Regions from separate parts of the Sus scrofa genome. Here region 2 is linked to region 1. Evidence: chromatin contacts called from public HiChIP or PLAC-seq data. All regions are on one chromosome and are shown on one strand. The core of a region is the stretch at or near the end of the contact, and the rest is flanking DNA. Distances in the headings are between cores, read along the strand shown.

What was found. HiChIP or PLAC-seq counts read pairs in DNA pulled down with a chosen protein or histone mark.
Region 2: an H3K27ac HiChIP or PLAC-seq map of alveolar macrophages shows a contact between it and region 1. The contact joins the promoter of LRRC31 here to the promoter of MYNN in region 1. A contact is called at or near these places in 1 of 5 promoter capture datasets (liver), 2 of 47 Hi-C or Micro-C datasets (fetal liver and skeletal muscle) and 1 of 2 datasets of contacts at active chromatin or transcription factors (alveolar macrophages).

The regions. Positions count from the first base shown.
Region 1 is chr13:108,433,603-108,436,489 of Sscrofa11.1, forward strand. MYNN (myoneurin) reads left to right here and starts at 1,592. Exons shown (of 7, transcript XM_005669990.3): 1 at 1,592-2,255. It overlaps ACTRT3 (actin-related protein T3), which reads right to left and starts at 764. Exons shown (of 2, transcript XM_003358668.4): 1 at 1-764.
Region 2 is chr13:108,548,923-108,551,818 of Sscrofa11.1, forward strand. LRRC31 (leucine-rich repeat-containing protein 31) reads right to left here and starts at 1,370. Exons shown (of 9, transcript XM_021069772.1): 1 at 1,215-1,370. The coding sequence starts at 1,226.

The sequences.
Region 1 (2,887 bases), core at 342-2,841:
TCTTGGAAATTTCAAATTGCTTGTTTTATTTAAATACATCTCACAACCTAATACTGAAAAAATAATGTAATGTACAGCCTGGTAACATTACCGGGCAGGGCCCTTTGGGGCTCCTGGGCACAAAAGCCTTTCTCTGTCCCCATTTCTTTTTAGGAAATAGGCCTCATTCAGCCTCCTTGACCTCCCTTGAGTGCCAAAGGGCAGGTAGTAGGAAGGAAAGATTACAGAAAACCAGATATCTAAAGTTGGGAAATTTAGCGCTTTTCTATGAAAGAATGCAAATGTCTAGGCTCACTGAAATCATCCTTTGATGTGCATCTCCACCAGTGTTCTGTGTTTTCACAGCCTGAGTTTCAAGGAGGGCAGGGTGGGGGGGCTCGCTCTCGGGAGTGGTTGCTAGATGGCAGGTATTCTTTGTTTCCTTCCTGAGTTCCCACAGGGCTCCGAGGTTCAGCCTCCGAGGTGGCTGCATTCCCGGTTGATTTGTGCCATCCTTTGTTTTGTGGACTTAACTATCAGTGTATGTGATAAAGAACTAAAAGACCCTAGCAAATGGAAGATGTTAACTACCTGATGAAGGATTGTTCATTCTGGAAAGAAGGACCACTAGAACCAGTCCTGGGGTCACAAAAACACCAACTTTGAAAAACAATGCAAGCCAGCATTTTCCCTGATCCTTATCTGTGGCCCTATTTTTCTACTTCCAAATTATAAAACCACTTCCTATTCTCTCCCAAAGGGGGGCACAGTCTTTAGGGCATTAGTCTGCTATAGCCCTCCTTTGCCTGGCAAAGCAATAAAGCTGTTACTTTTCTCCTTCACCCAAAACTCTTGTCTCCCTGTTTCTATTCAGCACTGGTGGACAGAGAGGTCCAGTTTCCACAACAAGGTAATCAAACACAGCACAAAAACTGGAGCCCTGGAGCCCTTGAGGACTCTGTATTACAAGTCATTTGGTTTTCCACTTGAGATTACAGATTTATCTAAACCCGAGACCATGTTTTATACTTCTAAATACTCAATATCTGTTCAACACATAGCAGAGGCTCATAAATATCTGAGTGAATTAATTACCAAAAAGGATTCTGACAAAACTAAAAGTGCAATCAGAAAGAAAATTATACTTATAAACATAAAATCAAGAAAGAACCAGCCTCTTTTTTTCCTAACGGTTGTGGTTTTATTCAAAAATATGATTCATACTGAGGAAAACTTAGAGACCAAACGGAATCTGTTTTTTTAAAAAAATCTCAGGAGAGAAGAAAAGAAACTCAAGTTGACACTGTCCTGAAAAATAAAGTCGCGAGTAAACTTCCTACGATCCTCATATAACTTTTAACAAGAAAAAAATGTTGAAGTTTTGGTTTTCTTAGATTTATAATGTCCAAGCGTGGTATAATTCACCCTAACATATCAGCATGACTTATCTTACTGTTTCTGTCTTTTCATTTTATGCAGATAAGCGGCACCCCTTTCCCTCACTGTACAAAATCTGAATACAACGTAAATCATTGTATTAAAGTTTTTCTAGTCCAGACGCAGAACATTTTCCGGTATAAAGCCCACCTTTCCCCACGCGCATGCCCAGTATGCCCTACTGCTTTGCACCGCTTTCGTGCATCCCAGGCTTCCAACACCAGGTAAGGGTATCCTGCAAACTGGATTCCGGTTGGCTGATGCAAACAAGAGCTTTTGGGTAGGTAAACTAAAAAGGAGTGATCAGTCTCAGCTCAAAAATTCCCATGGTCGAGAGCCCAAGTATATAAAGCAGCTGTTCCCACCGGTGGGGCCTCAAGAAAGGTGAGGCTGATGGGAGAAGTCGAGCAACTAACTACAAGCCCCAGCATGCAATGCACAATTTGGCTCCCGGAAAGAGGCGCGCTGTGCAGCGGAAAGCAGCCTTGGCCGGCAACACGAGTCGTGCGCGAGATGCTGACGGTCAGCCAACCAGAATGCTCAGAATGAGGAAGAGAGGCGGGGCGCTGTGAGCGTCCCCTTAGATCTCGTATCTATGACTCTCCAGTTTCCGGGTCTCCTGGCCCGCTAGGGAGGGGGTTCTCTGTGCGCCAGCCTCTTCCAGGCGGGTGTTAGATCTCCACGGTCCTAAGAGCCTACGCTGTTGCCACGGATCTCCCAGAGCCGGATGTGACGTCGCCTTGGAGTAGGAAGGGAGAGGCGGAGCGTAGCCCAGTGACGTCCTTCCAATATGGCGGAGTGAGAGTGAAGAAACAGTGTTTCCCCTTGGGTTGCTATAGGTGAGTTCTGTCTTTGCCCCCAGCCCGCCATCCCAGCTCCCTCCAGATCCTGGGTCACTAGAGGGCAGGTTCCTTGGAGCGCGAGCTGTTGTCGGAGCCAAGTGTTAACGTTGAAAGCTCGGGCGAGGCAGTCCTGGTGTTGGCCTTGGCCACAACCTCTGCTGTGGGAATTCGCGGGAGTGGGAGCTGGGCGAAGGGCAGGGAGGCAGAAACCAGGAGAGATCGGCTTTGGTTGTCACCCTATGATACCACCTCGAGTGGGGAAGGAAGGGGTGTGGCTTCCTCGGGGTGAGTGACCTAACCTTTGACAACTCTTGGCCCTGCCCCCTCGGCACCCGTCTAGCGTTTTGAAGCCACTATGTAACAGGTTTCATTGGGGAGCAGTTTTCAAGACCTCGTACCGTGTCCTTACTCAGTTTGCCCCAACGATCATTCTTTTAGTGGTTGATTTTTTCTCCCAAATATATGTTTGCCTACTGAGCTTGAAAGTGAAAGTTCAGCTGATCCAAAAGCGTGGAATTTTGCAGTGCTTTTTTTTTTCCTTTTTTTCCCCGCTTTGTGGAAATATTTTCTCGCGTCGCCATTTATTACCGCGTCCAAAGGATTGTGTTAGTTGACCAAGATGAAATAAA
Region 2 (2,896 bases), core at 120-2,619, 120 kb after region 1:
CAGTCCTTTTCTTTTTCTCTTGGCATTTTCACCTTCTCTACTCTAGCCCTGCACCCCAACCCCATGAAAAACACATTGGCAGTAAAGAATTAATTCACTCCATAAACAAAATTTACTGTGGGCCAGATACTGTTCTCGAAACAAGAGAGTCAATGATGAACAAGACACAGCTCATGACTTTGCAGTCTTAACCTGGTGGAAAGTTGGCCCTGTATACTAGTGATGACACTGGGTCAAAGGCCACCAGGGAGGAAAGACCTACTTAGTTAAGGAGCCTCAGCTGGACTAAGCCTGGCTTGGAGCACAGCCTTTGAGCAGCGAGTGACCTTGCATGTGTATTAGAGAATTGAGACAGCTAAAAAGAGAGGAGAGAGGAAAGTGTCCCAGGCAGAAAAAAACAGGCTCAAAAGGTTCCAGGCATGAAGGCCTAAAAGAGCCTGGGGTTGCCTCAAGAAGTGAATTATGGTTTGTCTGGAGCAAAGATGTATGAGGTTAGAGGTAGGTGAGTTGAGATCCAAGATTCATAAGGTTCAAGCTGTTATCTTTCTCAGGGTTTGCTTACATTTTACGGAGCGTTTAAGACTTAAACTAAAGGGATAAACTGTAAATGAAATTTTAGCTTCTGTTAATCCAATTTAGATTCCTTCTTTAGGCCAGAGCTGAATAGATATTCTTGAAATTATTATGTTCTTTTCTTCCTCCCTATAAAATAGGTCTTTCTGTACTACCATGTTCTAGAAGGGTTCAAGAAATACTTTGTACACAGGGGATCCTCAAAATAACCCTGCAGAGCCCACCTTCACGCTTGGGTGATGGAATGTTCGGTATACCTGGAGTATCATTTTAGAAGTCACAACTGGGCATCCTTTTCTTTCTTTCTTTCTTTCTTTCTTTCTTTCTTTCTTTCTTTCTTTCTTTCTTTCTTTCTTTCTTTCTTTCCTTCCTTCCTTCCTTCCTTCCTTCTTTCTTTTCTTTTCAAACTAGAGCAGGATCTGGTCCAGATTTACATAGGAACAGACAGCAATGAAAACAGACAGTTGTCCCAGCCACAGCCCCTCAGCTGACCAAGCCTCAGTAGGTTAGGTGGGAAAGGGAGAATTTTGGTTTGTGAATCCAGCCACAACCTGCAGCCCTGGCTGTGCCATCCTGATTCCACCATCACCCCAGGGGCCCTTTTCCTTCCACTAGTCCTCTAGCCCCCACCCAAGACTTACCTCCATGGTCATTTTCACTCATTTTACCTTTTGGAGATTTATGCACAACTGTTCTCTGGAGAGCCATCCCAGGAAATGGTTTCATTTTTCCCCCTCCTTAACTGCTGTGACTCCAACTTCCAAGTCATAAGAAAACATGGCTGGATGATGTTCCAGGATGTGGTAATTTACGCAATGAAACCCCACCCAGCTAGCAAGGCCCTGCCAGGTTTTCTGTGCAGACACATCCACTGCAGAGCAGAAGGGCCTGGGAGTGGGTGGGGCGGGGGGGAGGTAAGAAACCATGCAGGACTCAAGAGAACAGAAGAGGAAATGAAACACGGTAGGGAGTGAGAAAGGCAGAAAGGAGGTCAAGGCAGGAGAAGGAAGCAACTGAGAGCCTGACAGGGAATCAAATGGAGGAACATGAGGAAGGCAGCCTTGGGAGAGAAGGGGAAGGAACTGCATCCTTTTTTTTTTTTTTTTTTTAATTTTTACCTTTTATTATTATTTTTTTCTACAGTACAGCATGATGACCCAGTTACACATACATGTATACATTCTTTTTTCTCACATTATCATGCTCCATCATAAGTGACCAAACAGAAGTTCCCATCGTGGCTCAGTGGTTAACGAATCTGACTAGGAACCATGAGGTTGTGGGTTCGATCCCTGGCCTTGCTCAGTGGGTTAAGGATCCGGTGTTGCCATGAGCTGTGGTGTAGGTTGCAGATGCAGCTCGGATCCTGTGTTTCTGTGGCTCTGGTGTAGGCCGGCGGCTGCAGCTCCCATTGGACCCCTAGCCTGGGATCCTCCATGTGCCGCAGGAGTGGCCCAAGAAATCGCAAAAAGACCAAAAAAAAAAAAGTGACCAAACTTAGTTCCCAGTGCTACACAGCAGGATCTCATTGTTAATCTATTCCAAAGGCAATAGTCTGCATCAATCATCCCCAAGCTCCCAATCCATCCCACTCCCTCCCCCTCCCCCTTGGCAACCACAAATCTATTCTCTAAGTCCATGAGTTTCTTAATACTACAGTGGTCCAAGCAACAGGTTACCAGGCTCACACTTAGAAAAACAATCATTTTTTTCAGAGCATGTTTGAGAAATTCCTCTTTATATACAAACTTGAACAAGTACTCAGGCTTCCCACACCAACTCAAGATTTCAGACCAGCTTTCTCTTGTATCTGCATTAGGTTTTACTTTGTGAAGGTAAACCCTGGAAACTGAATTTGAGGATATTTCCAGATCACAACATAGCAACCAGACGACAGCGGCTGAAAACAGGTTTGCCTCTTTTCCTAGAATCAGAGGCATTCACTTAAGAGCCCTTTGGAAAAGCTAATGGCTGGCATTTACTTGAGTATTTACTGTCAATATTTACTGTATTATCAGTAAGTAAGTTCATTTGCCATGAAACCCTAAGGGTAATATATGCTTGACAAATTATTTCTCAGGCAGTTAAGTGATTTTTATTTATTTTTGCAAAAGCGAGGAATCCATTTTTTTTCCCTTTTCCATACTTAGGTTTGGGCTTAACATATATTTAAAATTTCTGAGGAATGCTTTCAATGGCATTTTTGATTCAGTGTTTCAGAGTGAATCATGTTTTAGGTGTTGCTTGTTAAAGGGCAAGGCATTATTCTTTCTCCACAAAAGTCACTTCATTAAAAAGCATGATACGTGCTACAACATAAATG